Linked DNA regions of Ovis canadensis: region 1 is linked to region 2. A link is a contact called in public Hi-C data. All regions are on one chromosome and are shown on one strand. The core of a region is the stretch at or near the end of the contact, and the rest is flanking DNA. Distances in the headings are between cores, read along the strand shown. Region 1 has its middle 33 kb from the start of KRT80. Region 2 has its middle 15 kb from the start of KRT78.

Region 1 (7,279 bases), core at 3,393-5,892, 690 kb before region 2:
TGGGTCTGGAAGACCCTCTGGAGAGGGCAATGGCTACCCACTCCTGTATTCTTGCCTGGAGAATTCCACGCACAGAGGAGACTGATGGGCTACAGTCCATAGTGTCCCAAAGAGTCGGACAGGACTGAGGACTTAACACTCGCTTTCAAATGGAGGCTCAAGTTCCCGCAATGAGTTTAGAGACAGAAACAAGACTGGAGCCAAAGCCCCTAATTCCCAGTCCAGGACGCTTTTTCTGTGGGTTTTTTTTTTTATCTCCACATTTTGGGGGATTTACAGCTGCAAAGTCACAGTGGTGGAGAGGGTGTGGGTCTCAGAATACATTCAGGGTCCCTCTTTCCAAACCCAGGCCTGTCTGTAGTCACACTAGTGACATCCCTCTCATTCTGGCCATGCTCTAGGCCCCTGCAATTCCCTAAGAGGCCCTGTGTGGGCATTAGTCCTCCTGTCAGCCTTAAGGCTAGGCCCTAGGAAGAACCTCTTTGCAGCTTGCCCTCCTGGGTGTGCCTCCCCTCTTTGTCTCTCTATCCCAGCAGCCAGGCAGTCCCAGGACACAGCAAAGCTCTGAGTGGGAGATTTGCTAGAGCCCCGAAGAGGGTGCGGAGTGGTCAGAAGGCCCAGCTTCACTGTGGGCCTAGAGCTAGGCCCTTCCTCTCTCTGGGCCCCAGTCTCTCCGTCTGTAGAAGGAGGCTGTAGGCTACACTCTCGGTGCTGTGTGTCACCCCGGCTGTCTGTCTACCGTCCACACCCCCACCCCTATTTTGGAGGGACCTGGAAGTGGGAGGGTCTGGGTGGGTTGCACCCACTACCTTTGGGCCAGTTTACCAAAGGACGGGCCCTCACAGTCCGCAGTATGGGGGTACCTATGCCACTGTCATCGCATGACATTGATGTCCCTGCCTGGTGCCCCTGCCTGCCTGGGGGTGAGGACAGGCAAGGGGAGGAGTCCCAGTCATCCCTTTGGGGCTTGTTGATAGAAAGGCACACTTGCAAGGGATGTCCTGCTGTGTGGCTGTCCCTGATCCCAGAAGGGTCTTCAGAGCCAGCGTTGAGCCCAACTTGCTCTCTGCTCTGGACTCAATACAGCGAATTCCTCTTCCTCCACCCCCACCCCTGGCCTGGGCACTGTGGTGGCCAGGGGGTGGCCTGCGGGACAGGATTTTGTGAGGGGACTTAGAGTGCTAGGGAGAGGAGCTCACGGGGATACTGGCTGGCTTCCTTTTCCCAGGAGGCCATGTGCAGAGAATGTGTAGGGGCGGGGCCTCCCACCTCTCAGCTCGATAAGGGTATACAGTCTCAGCAGCCTTGGGCATGTGAGGAGATGGAGTTGGAGAGGGGCTGTCAGGCAAGCTGGAGAGCCCCCAGGAGGGCCCCAGGGTCCCCCTGTCTCAGGGAGGGCACCTACAGTACCAGCAAGTTTACTGTGGGCAGGGCAAAGCCTTTGGTGGCTTGAGGGTGGGCGGCTCCCTAACTCCTCTAGTTCATACCCTAAATGTGGCCAGGAGAAGAGGGAAGGCAGTAGGAATGCAGGAATCCTGGCCAGGCCCTGTCCCAACAGGCTAGGGTGGTAGGACCAGGCTCCCGTGTGGGTTCACGTACTCCTCAGCCTGGCTGGTAGCTAAGCAGCCTGCACAAACAGCAGGAACACAGAGTGGCTCCAGGGTGCATGCACGAGTGCCTGCCTGTGCTGGGGCCGTCCTTGCCTCAACCCCCAGATGGGGATCCTTCTGGTTACCTTATAGTCACTGTCACACGCAGCCCTGAGGATGGGGGTCCATCTGCTGCCTTTCTATTTGGCAGGCCTGATCCATTTATTAGCTCCTTTAATCCTTGCAACCCGACAGACAGGCACCCTATTACCAGCTTTATAGACCAGGATACAGAGGCTCTGAAAAGCTGCACACACAGAAGATCGTGGAGTAAGAGAGTGGTAAAGCCAAATCAGAGTTTAGACAGGTCTTTCTGACTCTAGAGTCTAGTTTTCCCCCAGGCATGTGGAGACACGTGTGCCCATGAGGGAGGTGTGTGTGCCTATGTGTGCAGATGTGGGCTTTGATGGCAGACCTGTATCAGTCTATGTAAGGATGCTATCTCTCTGCACCTATGGATAGGTATAGGCATGGATACCTGTGCCTAGTCATGGAGGTGTGCGCGCAATGCATATGTGTGAGCATGTGACTCACATATGTACACACAGGCATATCTGTGCATATGTGTTCACTTATACACACGTGTGCACACACGCACATGCTATGTACCTGTGTTCACATCTGCACACAGCCGTGAGCCTGCACATATGAGGTCCTCTCCAAAGGCTGACCTTGCCCTCCTGCTCACCCACCTTGTGTCCCCTTCTCAGGCTCCTGACTCAGTGCCAAGATGGGATGCGTGGGACTTCCCTGGTGGTCCAGTGGCTAAGAATCTTCACTCCCCATGCAGGGGGCCTGGGTTGATCCCTGGTCAGGGAAGTAGCTTTCCTGGTGGCTCAGCTGTAAAGAATCCACTTGTCAATGAAGGAGGCGCAGGTTCCATCCCTGGGTCAGGAAGCTCCCCTGGAGAAGGAAATGGCAGTCCATGCCAGTATTCTTGCCTGGGAAATCCCACAGACAGAGGAACCTGGTGGGCTACAGTCCATAGTGTTGCAAAAGTGGCAGACACAATTAGTGACTAAATATCAACAACAACAAACAGGGAACTAGATCCTGTATGCCATGACTAAGATTTTGCATGCTGCAGCTAAAAGATCCCGCATGCTGCAACTAGGACCTGGGACCAGCAAATAAATAAATAGTTAAAAAAAAAAAAAAAGAGGGGATGCACCATGGCCTTGTTGATGGCACTACGTCGTCTGGGGATTTGGAAGGAAAGCCATTTTGGGGAGGGACAGGATTGATAGGGATAGGGGTTGGATATGAGGAAGACGGGCGATAAGAGGGATTAAGGCTGGTGGGTGGGGACCAGCCTGGATTTTCTTCAGTCCCAGGGAGGGCAGAAGACCCTCTGTGGGCTGGCCTGGGGAGCCCCTGTCCTGTACCTCCCTGCTGGCCTTCTCTACCCTGCTCTCTCAAGGCTCAGCCCCCTACTACCCAGGAAGATGCTCCAGGGGCCCTGCAGGAGAGTCCCAGGGCCGGGAGGAGGGGCCTGTGAGGCCTGTGCCCTGTCTCCATACTGTGCGTGCCAGGCAATCCCCCCTCAAGCTAAGATGGGACTCCCCTGTGCCTGCTGGGTGTGGGGGAGAAGGGCTGAGGCCCAACCCCAGCCCCAGGAACTGACCACTACACCGCCCCTGCACTGACGCCCTCGGGCCTCTGAGCCGCGGACGTGCAGGCGGAGCAGCGGTCGGCAGGGGGCGCTCGGGGTCCGCGGATGGAGATGCGAGGCGCGCCCCGAGGGGGATGGGTACTAGCAGGGCGGGACTGAAACACAGGTAGGACTCACCTGAAGCGGGAGGGGGCAGTGAGAGGGAGAGCACCGACTTTGTGCCAGGAGGAACAGTTCCAAAGAGGGACAGATATACACCCTCTTCATGAAGGATCTGCCTCTCCCCGCCCCCAATAGAATCACGACCCTCAGGAGGATAGGCACAGGATGCCCCCTCCCAAGTCTGGCGCCTTCTGGGCTGGTGTTTGAGGCCCCCGGGTGAGCCAGAGGGAGGTGGGAGTGACCCCTGGCCTGACAGGGAGTGCTGGGCCTCTGTGGCAGTGAGGAGGGGGCAAGAGCCCTGGACTCAGATTGGCTGTCTGATCCAACTGGGCTTCACGGGGACCCTAGGCAGGGCGCTCAAGCTCTAATGGAAAGGGGGCAGTGTCTGCTAGGTGCCCAGCACCGGCCTTAACACAATGGCCATGGAGCTTAATACAAATCGCCAGTCTCCCTTGTGGCAGACCTGCACATTTCTTCTATAGATCTCAAATGAGCACTTGCTGAGTGCCTGGCCCTTTGTGAGACCCTCTGGGTACAGTGATGAGCACTGTCGCGTGGGGTAGCACCTGCCTCCAGGAGCTTAGGTTCCAGTGGGCACAGGCATCCTATGGCTTGTCCTTTGATTCTCCAAAATGGAAAGAAAGTGAAAGTCGCTCAGTCATGTCCAACTCTCTGTGACCCCATGGAATAGTCCCTGGAATAGTCCATGGAATTCTCCAGGCCAGAATACTAGAGTGGGTAACCTTTCCCTTCTCCAGGGGATCTTCCCAATCTAGGGATTGAACCCAGGTCTTTTGCATTGTACGCGGATTCTTTACCAGCTGAGCTGCCAGGGAAGTAATGACAAAACACAAAGGTTGATATTGAAAATTCTCTTATTTCTTGTCAAATACCAGGCTGGGAAGATTCCAGATCTTACTGTTCTGCTCTGGTCCTCTGTCTCTGACCAGAGAAGTCAGAATCCGACTCTCTGCTTCAAACTCTCCATCTGACTCAGTGGAGGCTAGAGTCTAGTAATGCCCTCGAGGCCGGGCACAGCCTGGCCCCCAGCTTGACCAGTCTCCTCTCATTCTACCCCCCCGTCCCTCCACTGCCGCCTCCTCAGTGGCTTCCTTGCAGGTCCTCAAATATGCCAGGCAGGTCCTGCCTCAGAGCCTTTGCCCTTGCTGTTCCCAGGCATCCATGCGGCTCCCTGCTTCACCCCATGTGGGTTCTGATGAAATGTCCCCTTCTCACTGAGGCATTTCTTAATCTCCTATGACTCACCCCACCCGCAACATTTCCTATGCACATTTCCACTTAATTTTCCTCCATGTTGTTGTTGTTATGTAGTTGCTAAGTTGTGTTTGACTCTTTGTGACCCTGCCAGGCTCCTCTGTCCATGGGGTTTCCCAGGCAAGAATACTGGAGTGGGTCGCCATGTCCTTCTCCAGGGGATCTTCCTGACCCAGGGATGGAACTCACGTCTCCTGCATTGGCAGGTGGATTTTTTACCGCTGAGCCCCCAGAGAAGCCCAGTTTTTCTTCATAGCATTTATCATTTCCATCTGGCCACCTGTATCTTTTATAATATATTTCTTTCTTATCTGTCTCTCCCCATGAAAATGTAAACTCCATGTGAGCAGGGATTTGGGCAGATTTGTTTACGCTGTCTTCTCAGAGCCTAAAACATGTGTGGTACACGAGGTGTCAATAAAATATTTATCAAGTGAGTGTTGAGAGCTGGGTCTGAGTGGCACGCATCTCTTGGTGACAGGGGCTGATGGCAGGGAGGTGCCTGACTTTTAGGCCTCAGCTGAATCGCAGCTGCCACAAACCTGGGGGTGGGGAGGAGGAGAAGGCAGGAGTGTTTTGGTTCTTTCTTGCTCTTTTTGGAACGGAAGTTGAGTGGCTATGGTAATATCCACCAAACACGCCTTAGTTGAAACAGGGCGATGCAGGTCTCTCCCTTTGAAAAAAATTAATTACAAAAATACAGCAATATTTTCTTTGGTGTTTTCTTCCTTTCCTTCCTTCCTTCTTCCTTTCTGTTCTTCCTCACCTACCTCCCATCTCTACCAACCACCAGTCTAGTCTCTGTTTTGGTGAGTCTGGTTTTCTTGAATTCCTCACATGAGCGAGATCATGCAGAATCTGTCCTTCTCTGTCTGACTTCCTTCTCTCAGTACAATATCCTCATGGTTCATCCATGTTGTTACAGATGGCAGGATTTCCTTCTTTCTATGGCTTAGTATATATACCACAACTTTATCTCTGCAGTAGGTTATTTCCGTATCATGACTGGAAGAAAGTTGTCTGAACTGCAGATATCTCTTCAAGATAGTGATTTTGTTTCCTTCAGATACATACCCAGAAGTGGATCATGTGGAAGGTCTATTTTTAATTTTGGAGAAACTTCCAAACTGTTTTCTACAGTGGCTGCGCCAATTTACATTCTCACCGACAATGCACAAGCTTTCCTTTTTCTCCACTTCCTTACCAACACTTGCCGTCTTTCTGATGATAGCCATTCAGGCAGGTGTGAGACGCTACCTCACTGTGGTTTTGATTTGCGTTTCCCTGATGATGAGTGATGCTGAACATCTTTTCATGTGCCTGTTGGCCATCTGAATGTTTTCTTTGGAAAAGTGTCTATTCAGTTCCCCTGCTCATTTTTAATTGGATTATTATTGGTGTTATTTGCTAATAAAAAATCAGATTGGGGTATAGTTGATTTACAATGCTGTGTTAATTTCAGGTGTACAGCAAAGTGAATCTGTTATACATATACAGACATCCACTCTTTTTAAGATTCTTTTTCCTTATATGCCATCAGAGAGTATTGAGTAGAGTTCGCTGTGCTATATAGTAGGTCCTTCTTAGTTATTGCTATTATCTGCTATTGAGTTTATGTGAATTCTTTATATATTGATAATTCAGATATTAACTTCTTAACAAAGATATGATTTGCAAGTATTTTCTCTCATTCTGTAAGTTGCCTTTTCATTTTGTGGATGGTTTTTTTTTGCTGTGCAGAAACTTTTTAGTTTGATGTGTCTCACTTGTTTATTTTGGGGAAATGTCTGTGTTTCTGAACAGAGGGTTCCCAGCAGGGGGCTTGTAGGGTTACACATTCTCCACCGGGTCACACGTGCAGTACACCTTCTGGAAGCCAACATGGGCCCTGGCCACCTTGTCAGAACAGTAGCCTGGTCTTTAAGTTCCAACTGTTCCCAGTAGAAGGGAAACATGTCACCCGTCCATTCCCTGCCCCATGTCCAAGAACCAGCCTCTGGGGCCCTCACTTGAACTCTTGGGTTTGAGTAAGGCCAACCTTTCAGCCCAAGGGATGATGTTGAATCTGTGTTTATCTCTTATCTCTAGATAAGGAAATGGAAACTTATCTCTAGAAGGAAATGGCAACCCACTCCAGTATTCTTGCCTGGAGAATCCCATGGACAGAGGAGCCTGGCGGGCTATAGTCTATGGGGTTGCAAAAAGTCGGGCACGACTGAGTGTCTAGACAACAACAGTAAGTCCCCTACATATGAACCTTCAAGTTGTAGACTTTCAAAAGACGCAAACATGCGTGCTTGTCCCTGTATGCCAGCTGTGGTACTGTACTACTGTATTTTTCAAGGTACTGTACTGTAAGATTAAATATATACTTTTTATTTTGTTTGGCTTGTTTTGGATGTATGTATTGTTAGTGTGAAAAGTATTATAAACCTATTAGAGTGCAGTATTATATAGCCAATTGTGTTAGTTGAGTAACTAGGCTCAGCTAAGTGCAGCTGGCCTTACGAACAAACTGGACTGATGAAGCTAGTCTTGGAATGGAACTCGTATACAAACAAATGGCAGGGACTTACTGTAC
Region 2 (6,662 bases), core at 2,476-4,975:
CAGAATCCAGAAACTCGCATGCCTCCTCCCAACTAGCCGAGACCAAGGGGTCCATGGGGATTGTAGCAAGCACCAACGCAGGAACCTTTGGGAGTTCTCGGCAACACTCCAACACCTCTCCTAAGATACCGCTGTTTCTGTGCCAGTGCCCACCTCGGGCATGATGCTCCCATCCTGCAGCCCAGAATGGAAGGGATTGTGGTTTTATCTTTGGAAGAATTTAGAGAGCAGAGAGGACTGTGAAGGGAGAAGCCTTCACTGCCTGTACTGAAGGTGAGCCCACCAAGAGCCCCACTGCCCCCCACCCACCAGGGCTGCAGCTAGCTGGACTGAAGCTAGGCCTCAGTGTTTCCCCACAGTGGTGCCCTCACGGGCCCCTCCCCATCCAGTTCATCTGGGAGGGGAACAGGGGAAATGCTGAGACTGCACCATTTGACTAGGAGGAAAAAAATGTCAAAAATGCTCTGAGCCTGCAGTTTGCTTGTTGACAGCCACACAGGCTCACAATCCTGCTTTCCCTGTGGGGCTCCCTTGCCGGCCGCCCTGGCCTTGGCTGGGCGTGTGAATGGGGGCAGAAGAAAGGGCAGGGCGCAGGGTGTGTGTGTGAACAAGTGAGGTCATTCTCTCTGGGTGGCTCCTTTTAATTAGCACCTGAAAAACTCCCAGCCAGCAAAATTGGATCTTGGCAACTGGGATCCCCACCCTTCTGGCTCATCCCAGCCCTGGAGGGCAAAAGGGGGCAGGAAATCTGAAAGCAGGAAAGAAAAGGGTCTGTTGCAGGCCAGGGCATTTGAGAAGTCTTCCTAGTCCTCTGGGCACCCATTGTCAGGACATGGCCACACTCGAGGGCCAGCTGGTCTCTAGGAAGCTTGGGCTGGGTTGTGGGCAAGTGAAGGTTGGCAAGACATTATTGAAATCATCCTCTTCCCCCCCAATCCCCACTCCAAGGGAGACCAGTCTCTGAGGGTGACCAGTGTCCCCGCCCTGGAGGTTACATTACAGGTCATTACAACCACATCCAGTCCTTGCAAGACTTTCTGGCCTCCCTTTGGTCATTTGCAACATTAAAGCAGAGTCACCTGGTATCTCATGGCAACCCCCACAATCTAGTCCCCACAGTGGGAAGCAGAGGTTTACTCCATGCAGGCAACAGAGCAAGCCTGTCCAACCTCCCTCAAGACCCCCACTCCCACGGTCCAGAGGACACCCCCGCTGGACCTGCCCACATTCTTCTTCTCCCTCAAAACCCTCCTCTGGGCAACTGCCTGATAACCTCCGCAAGTCTGTGAGACCTTCTGGTCTGGTGTGTTCAGGTCCCATGTATAGCATGAGCCTCTCTGTTCCCTGGATCTGACACCCTCCTCCCCATCAGGCTGGAGTCCCTGAGGACACAGCCTGAGTCCCCTTCCCAGCTCCTAGGATCAGATGGCATGCAGGAAGGGCACAGCCCTGTGAAACAAGGGAGACTGGGAAGGAGGGGTACCGCCAGCATTGAGACTCGGGCCTTTCTGCACGAGGAGACAGGAGCCCTGGGTCAGTCCCGCTGCTGCCTCTACACACTCACAGTGCGACCTCAGACCCGGGGCCCTCCGTCTTGGGTCTGTGTCAGTAACCTTGGGGTGCCCTTTCAGCTCTGACAGCTTATGCTACCGGGAGTATCCGGTATCCTTGTGTGTTAATGGAGAGAGGGGACTGGAAGGCAAAGAGAACCTGCTTAAAGTAGAAGACCAGTTTGCTGTGGCCACGGTTTCTCACAAAAGAGCTGGAGGCAGCATTCCCTCTAGCTTTCCCTGAGACCCGAAGAACCACTCACAAATGTCCCCACCTCTGGGGACAGCTGAGGGTCCAGCAAGAGCTGGGGATGCGGAGCACAAGACGAAGTAGAAGGTGGTCCAATTTCTAGATGAGTAAGTTCTAGATGCTTCAACATGGAGCATGCAGCAATACTATGTTGTACAGGTAAAATGTAAGAGGGTAGATCTCAGGTTAAGCATTCTTATCACGACAAAAATAAATAGTAGAAGCTTCCTGAGAGCTGTCCAGGGTCCAGGGGAATCTAAGCCCAGAGGGGTATTCCCAGCTCCAGATGTTCCCCTTCTGGCTGCTTCCAGGGCCCAGCAGCCAAATGCTCACAAACCACTACCCTCCAGGGTCCACCAACCCAGAGAAGTGGTGGGGACAGGGCCACCCTGCCGGCCCTCAACCCCTCCCCAGAGAGCCAGGCCACCATGCCCCCCACCGACCCCACAAATCCCTGGGGTCCCCCACCCTGGGGCTCAGAGTGTTGCCAGAAAGTGGAGCCTGATTTCAGGTGACAGTGGAGACAGGATGAGGTGACTGTTCTCAGGGCAGAGAGGGGCGTGTTGGAAGAATGAAAGCGTCCTCTCCCTGGGGCTGAGTGGGAGCCTGAGCAGGGCGGGCACCGCCCGACGCTGAGGCCTCCGCCCCCCGCCCAGCTGGGCTGGCTGTTCCCATCACACCCTGGGCAGTAAAACTTGCTTTTATGGTTGTTGCGGAGGTTGCTGTTTTTCTGGGGGCGGCAGTGGGGGCACGGGGGTGGCTGTTTGTGTTTCTATATGCAAGCACACCTGGTGCTTGCCTATGTATTGATGTCTGAAGTTTGGTGTGTGTGTGTGTGTGTATATTGGTGTGGGTCTATGAGTGTGCTTGTGAGGATATATTCTTGTGGGTCTGGGAGATCATTATAGCTATGTTTATTGAGTTATTACAATGTATCAGGCACTCTCTAGGTGTTTTGTTTTTTTTTTCCTTGAATCCTCCCTGTAAGGAAGGGATTCTAGCTATCCCCATTTTACAGGTAAACAGTTGGAAAAATCTGATGACAGACTCAAAGTCAGGAAAGTAGAAAGGAACAGAGCTGTGATGCTTGCCTATTGTGCTGAAAATGTCTCTGTGTTACATGTACGTGAGGATCTGGACAGGTCTGTCTGTGTGTCCACATAACCTCTAAGTGCTCAGGGGAGTCTGTGCATACCTGCCTGTGTGTCTGGATCAAGCCTGGGCCCTGGCCAGGTGGGGCTCAGTAGCTGGGATCACCAGAGTCTTAGGAAGGACAACCTGAGAACAGTGACTGTCATGTCTGAAGCAGAAAACAGAGCTTGTGATGTGGCTGACTCTGGCCAGAGAACTTTTGCCATCAAGACTGTGCCAATGTGGGCCAGCACAGTACCAGACCCCAAACACAAAGCCAATCTAGTCCCTTCAAGGAGGGGACAATCTGGGGAGAGCTCACAGGGCCGCCAGAGGAGGCCATTTCGCCACCCCATCCGCACCCCATGGGGTCTCAAAAAGAACACGACTGAGCGACTGAAAAACAACTCCCACCCCATCGCCGTCACTGACAGAGTCACTCCTGCCCCTAACCAGCAGGTGGAAATGGCAGAGAGGGGGACCCCAGGGGAGGGACTGAGACTTCCTGGCTGGGAGCTCTGTTCCCTGAGAGCCCCGTGCTCCGTCTTCTGCACCTCGTTCCCCAGGCAGGGACCACGGGCTCCTTCTGGCCGGGTGCCAGGTCGGGGGCTCCATCGGGCCACCTGCGACGGGGGCGAGGGGGGGGGCCTGGGAACCTAGAGGCCGGCGGCCCACGGCGGGGGGCGGGGCCGGAGCGCCAGGCCGGGTGGCGGCCGCCGATTGGCTGAGCCCTCGCGCTCCCACGGGAGAGGTGGGGGGGGAGCGGCCTGGGCGGCTCCGGAGGCCGCTCTGTGACTCACCCTCCGCCCCACCCCTGGAGCTGGACTGGCGCCCAGCGGCTGCCACCGAACACCCGCCGGCTAAGCTGGGACAGCCTGACTCAGCAGGGGGCGCGGGGCCTGCCTGCCGCCCTCTGCGCGTCCCCCCCAGGGGCGAGGGGGTGGGGAATGCGTGTCCACCCTTCTGGAAGAATCGGGGCCCTCTGGAGGGGAAGGATGTCTGGTGTGCGGTCTTCAAGGGTCGTTGTTGGGGTGCTGGGGATTTCTGTCCCTCTGAAATGGGAGGCTATGTCCTCTCTTTTTGAGGGTGTCTTCCTCACCTGGATCTTTGTGGGTTCAGCTAATGGACGGTGGTCTTTTGGAGCCTGCAAGTTGACTTTTTGTGGGTATCATTCTATGACCACCATTTCAAGATCATTTCCACAGGCCCCTCCACACAGCTTATGGGTGCCCCCTCAATGCCACTCTCCGAGAGGGGTGCAAGGCCCAAGGCGCTCTCAGACAGGCGGGGCCGTGGGGGCCCTGGCGGGGGCTGCATGTTTGGAGAGTTCTCCAGCCATGGCTTTGCTCATCTCCACACTGCAGGGCCCCTGACGGTCAGATCTCAGATGCTACCTCGAGACCAGGCTCCAGACACCTTCTCCAACCCCTGTGGCTCTTTCCTGCAAGATCTCAGGGTGATCTTCAAGTGTTCTCAGAGTGATCCCTTACACTGAAGAGGATCCACATTTGTCCAGAGACTCCTGTGTCTGTTAACCTACTGCCGGGAGCATCCTGTTCACCTGTTGCTTGTCAGAGCAACTCCAGAAATAAACAGGAGAAACTGAGGCATAGAGCATGGCTTGCCCAAGGTCCTACAGGTGTGGTGTGTGAGTCTGAATTTGAACCCAGTTCTGCCATGTGCTCTTCCCACTGGCCCTGGCCGTGGCCGCCCCCTGAGCTCCTAGCTGGTATGGCCTCTGTTTGGCCCCATGACACTAAAGCACACTTGGGAGGCAAACAGCCGACTCCGCAGGAGGCCCAGTTCTCAACTTCACCACCCAGGGTTCCTGTCTCCAGGAAGGATCCCTGAGGGCTGAGAAGGGGTGGGGTAAGGAGCAGAAAGAAGCTGAGTGTCAGCACATGTGGGCTTTTCAGGAGGCAACAGGAGGTATGTGCCAGGTCCCAGGGCTGAGAAGCGACCGTACGTGCACGGTGACCGTGGGACCCACACACACCAAGGCACATATCCAGTGGCTTGTGAGGTCGTCACACACAGAAACACAGACACACGTAGGAGTGTATCACACTTACACATGCATGTTTCACATGGTGCACACATGGTCTTTAGGATTGTTACAAACACAAGCATATTGTAATGGATCAGTGGACTGGTTACACAGAGTTGCATTGGTTTGTGGGTCGTCACACACACACTATCAGAACCTTTAAAGCAGGAGTAATGGTGGAGTGGGAAGAACACATGAATTTGTTGCAGGAACAGATTGGTCCCAGAGCCTAGCCAAGCTCCAGTTCAGGAAACCCAGACCCTCCCCGTCCCCACACCACCTACCCTGGACAGGCCACTACCAACCACTGGCCCTCTGCTCTCCAGACCCAAGACCTGAACTACTCACATACACACAGAGAGACCTGCACACACATGTAGCCTTGGAGAAAGCCTGCATTGACTGAGGCAGTTGTCTGCCACAGACGTGACCTACAGAAGTCACGTGCATCTTTCCAAAAGGGGCCACAGCCTTCCCATAAACACATCTGTGCAAGACCCTCACACAAACATGCCTGGGTGCCAGTCACACACACAGAACCACCTGTGGCCCTCACACAGGCCCATGGATCCATGCATACAAGAGAGAAATTTGCTGAATCAGGAAACTCAAACTGAGGCTCTGTAACAACCTAGAGGAGTGGGAAAAGATGGGAGGCTGGAGGGAGGTTCAAGACGGAGGGGACATATGTATACCTATGGCTGATTCATGCTGATGTATGGCAGAAACCAAAGCAATGATCCTTCAATTAAAAATAAGTATTTTTTTAAAGAGAGAAAAACAGATGCATAAGCAAATCAGTCACACAGGCACCCATAAGACTAAGCAGGCACGGACACTCTGCCCTCAGCACAAAAGGAATCCTCTCAGCTGCCCCTCAACCTTCCTTCTTGGCCAGACAAGGTCCAGGCTTGCCCCATCAGCTCTATCCCCTCCCTGGCCCAAGACAGACCCTGCCCTGCCTGCCCTGGCCTGCTTGGGTGGGGCCCCGCCTGCTCCCAGCGCCAGCTGCCAGCTCAGCACAGGGCAGGGTGCCCCATGCTGCTGGCTGCCGCTCTGGCATGTCGCTGGCCCCACCCCCTCCTCCCAGGCCTGCCTGCCACCTCAGCATCTGGGCCACAGCCTGGGTTCCACCTAGCTTGTTAGTGCAGGCGGTGGGCAGGGCGACTGACCCCCAGAGCTGGGAGCCAGGAGAAGGGGCCCACTGGCAAGACCCTTGGGAAAAGGAACAGTCCATTGGCAGCCTTCCACCACCACCACCCACTGTCCCTTCTCCTTCTCCATCGACCTCTGGGTAGAGTTACAGCTCTCCCGGCGCTGTCCCCTCACCCATAGACATCTGTGCCCAAACACAGGCTCCCCAGCATGCAGACACAACCAGCCCTTCTCACAGCCCCACATACGCAGCCCTGCATGCACAGCCACCCAGCCACCCACTCCCAGCCTGTCACACCCAGTGCCCCAACATTACCAGACACAGCAAACCCCCACCACACACAGGGTTCCATGCAGTCTCTGTAAAATATACAGTGGGAAACAGTGTCCCTGTGCATGTCCAGTCACTCAGACCTGCACAGCGTCCCTGGGCATTTATAATTGTCCCAGACACAATCAAGCCAGTTCCATCCTGGGAGTGCTGGTTTTAGGGGGCAGGTCTTTGTACCCTCCTTGTGTTTGCAGTTCT

Evidence for each region. A called contact is a pair of places that touch in the nucleus more often than the background predicts.
Region 1: a Hi-C map of fibroblasts shows a contact between it and region 2, with 16 times the contacts expected there. The contact joins two enhancer-like sites. A contact is called at or near these places in 2 of 2 Hi-C or Micro-C datasets (fibroblasts and lung).

The regions. Positions count from the first base shown.
Region 1 is chr3:139,919,399-139,926,677 of ARS-UI_OviCan_v2, reverse strand. No RefSeq gene overlaps it. Among named protein-coding and RNA genes, the nearest start is that of KRT80, 33 kb to the right of the region's middle. Within about 2 kb of position 4,642, the one cell type or tissue checked has open chromatin away from gene starts, as enhancers often do. A contact at or near this core is called in fibroblasts, where this site is marked.
Region 2 is chr3:139,226,359-139,233,020 of ARS-UI_OviCan_v2, reverse strand. No RefSeq gene overlaps it. Among named protein-coding and RNA genes, the nearest start is that of KRT78, 15 kb to the left of the region's middle. Within about 2 kb of position 3,725, the one cell type or tissue checked has open chromatin away from gene starts, as enhancers often do. A contact at or near this core is called in fibroblasts, where this site is marked.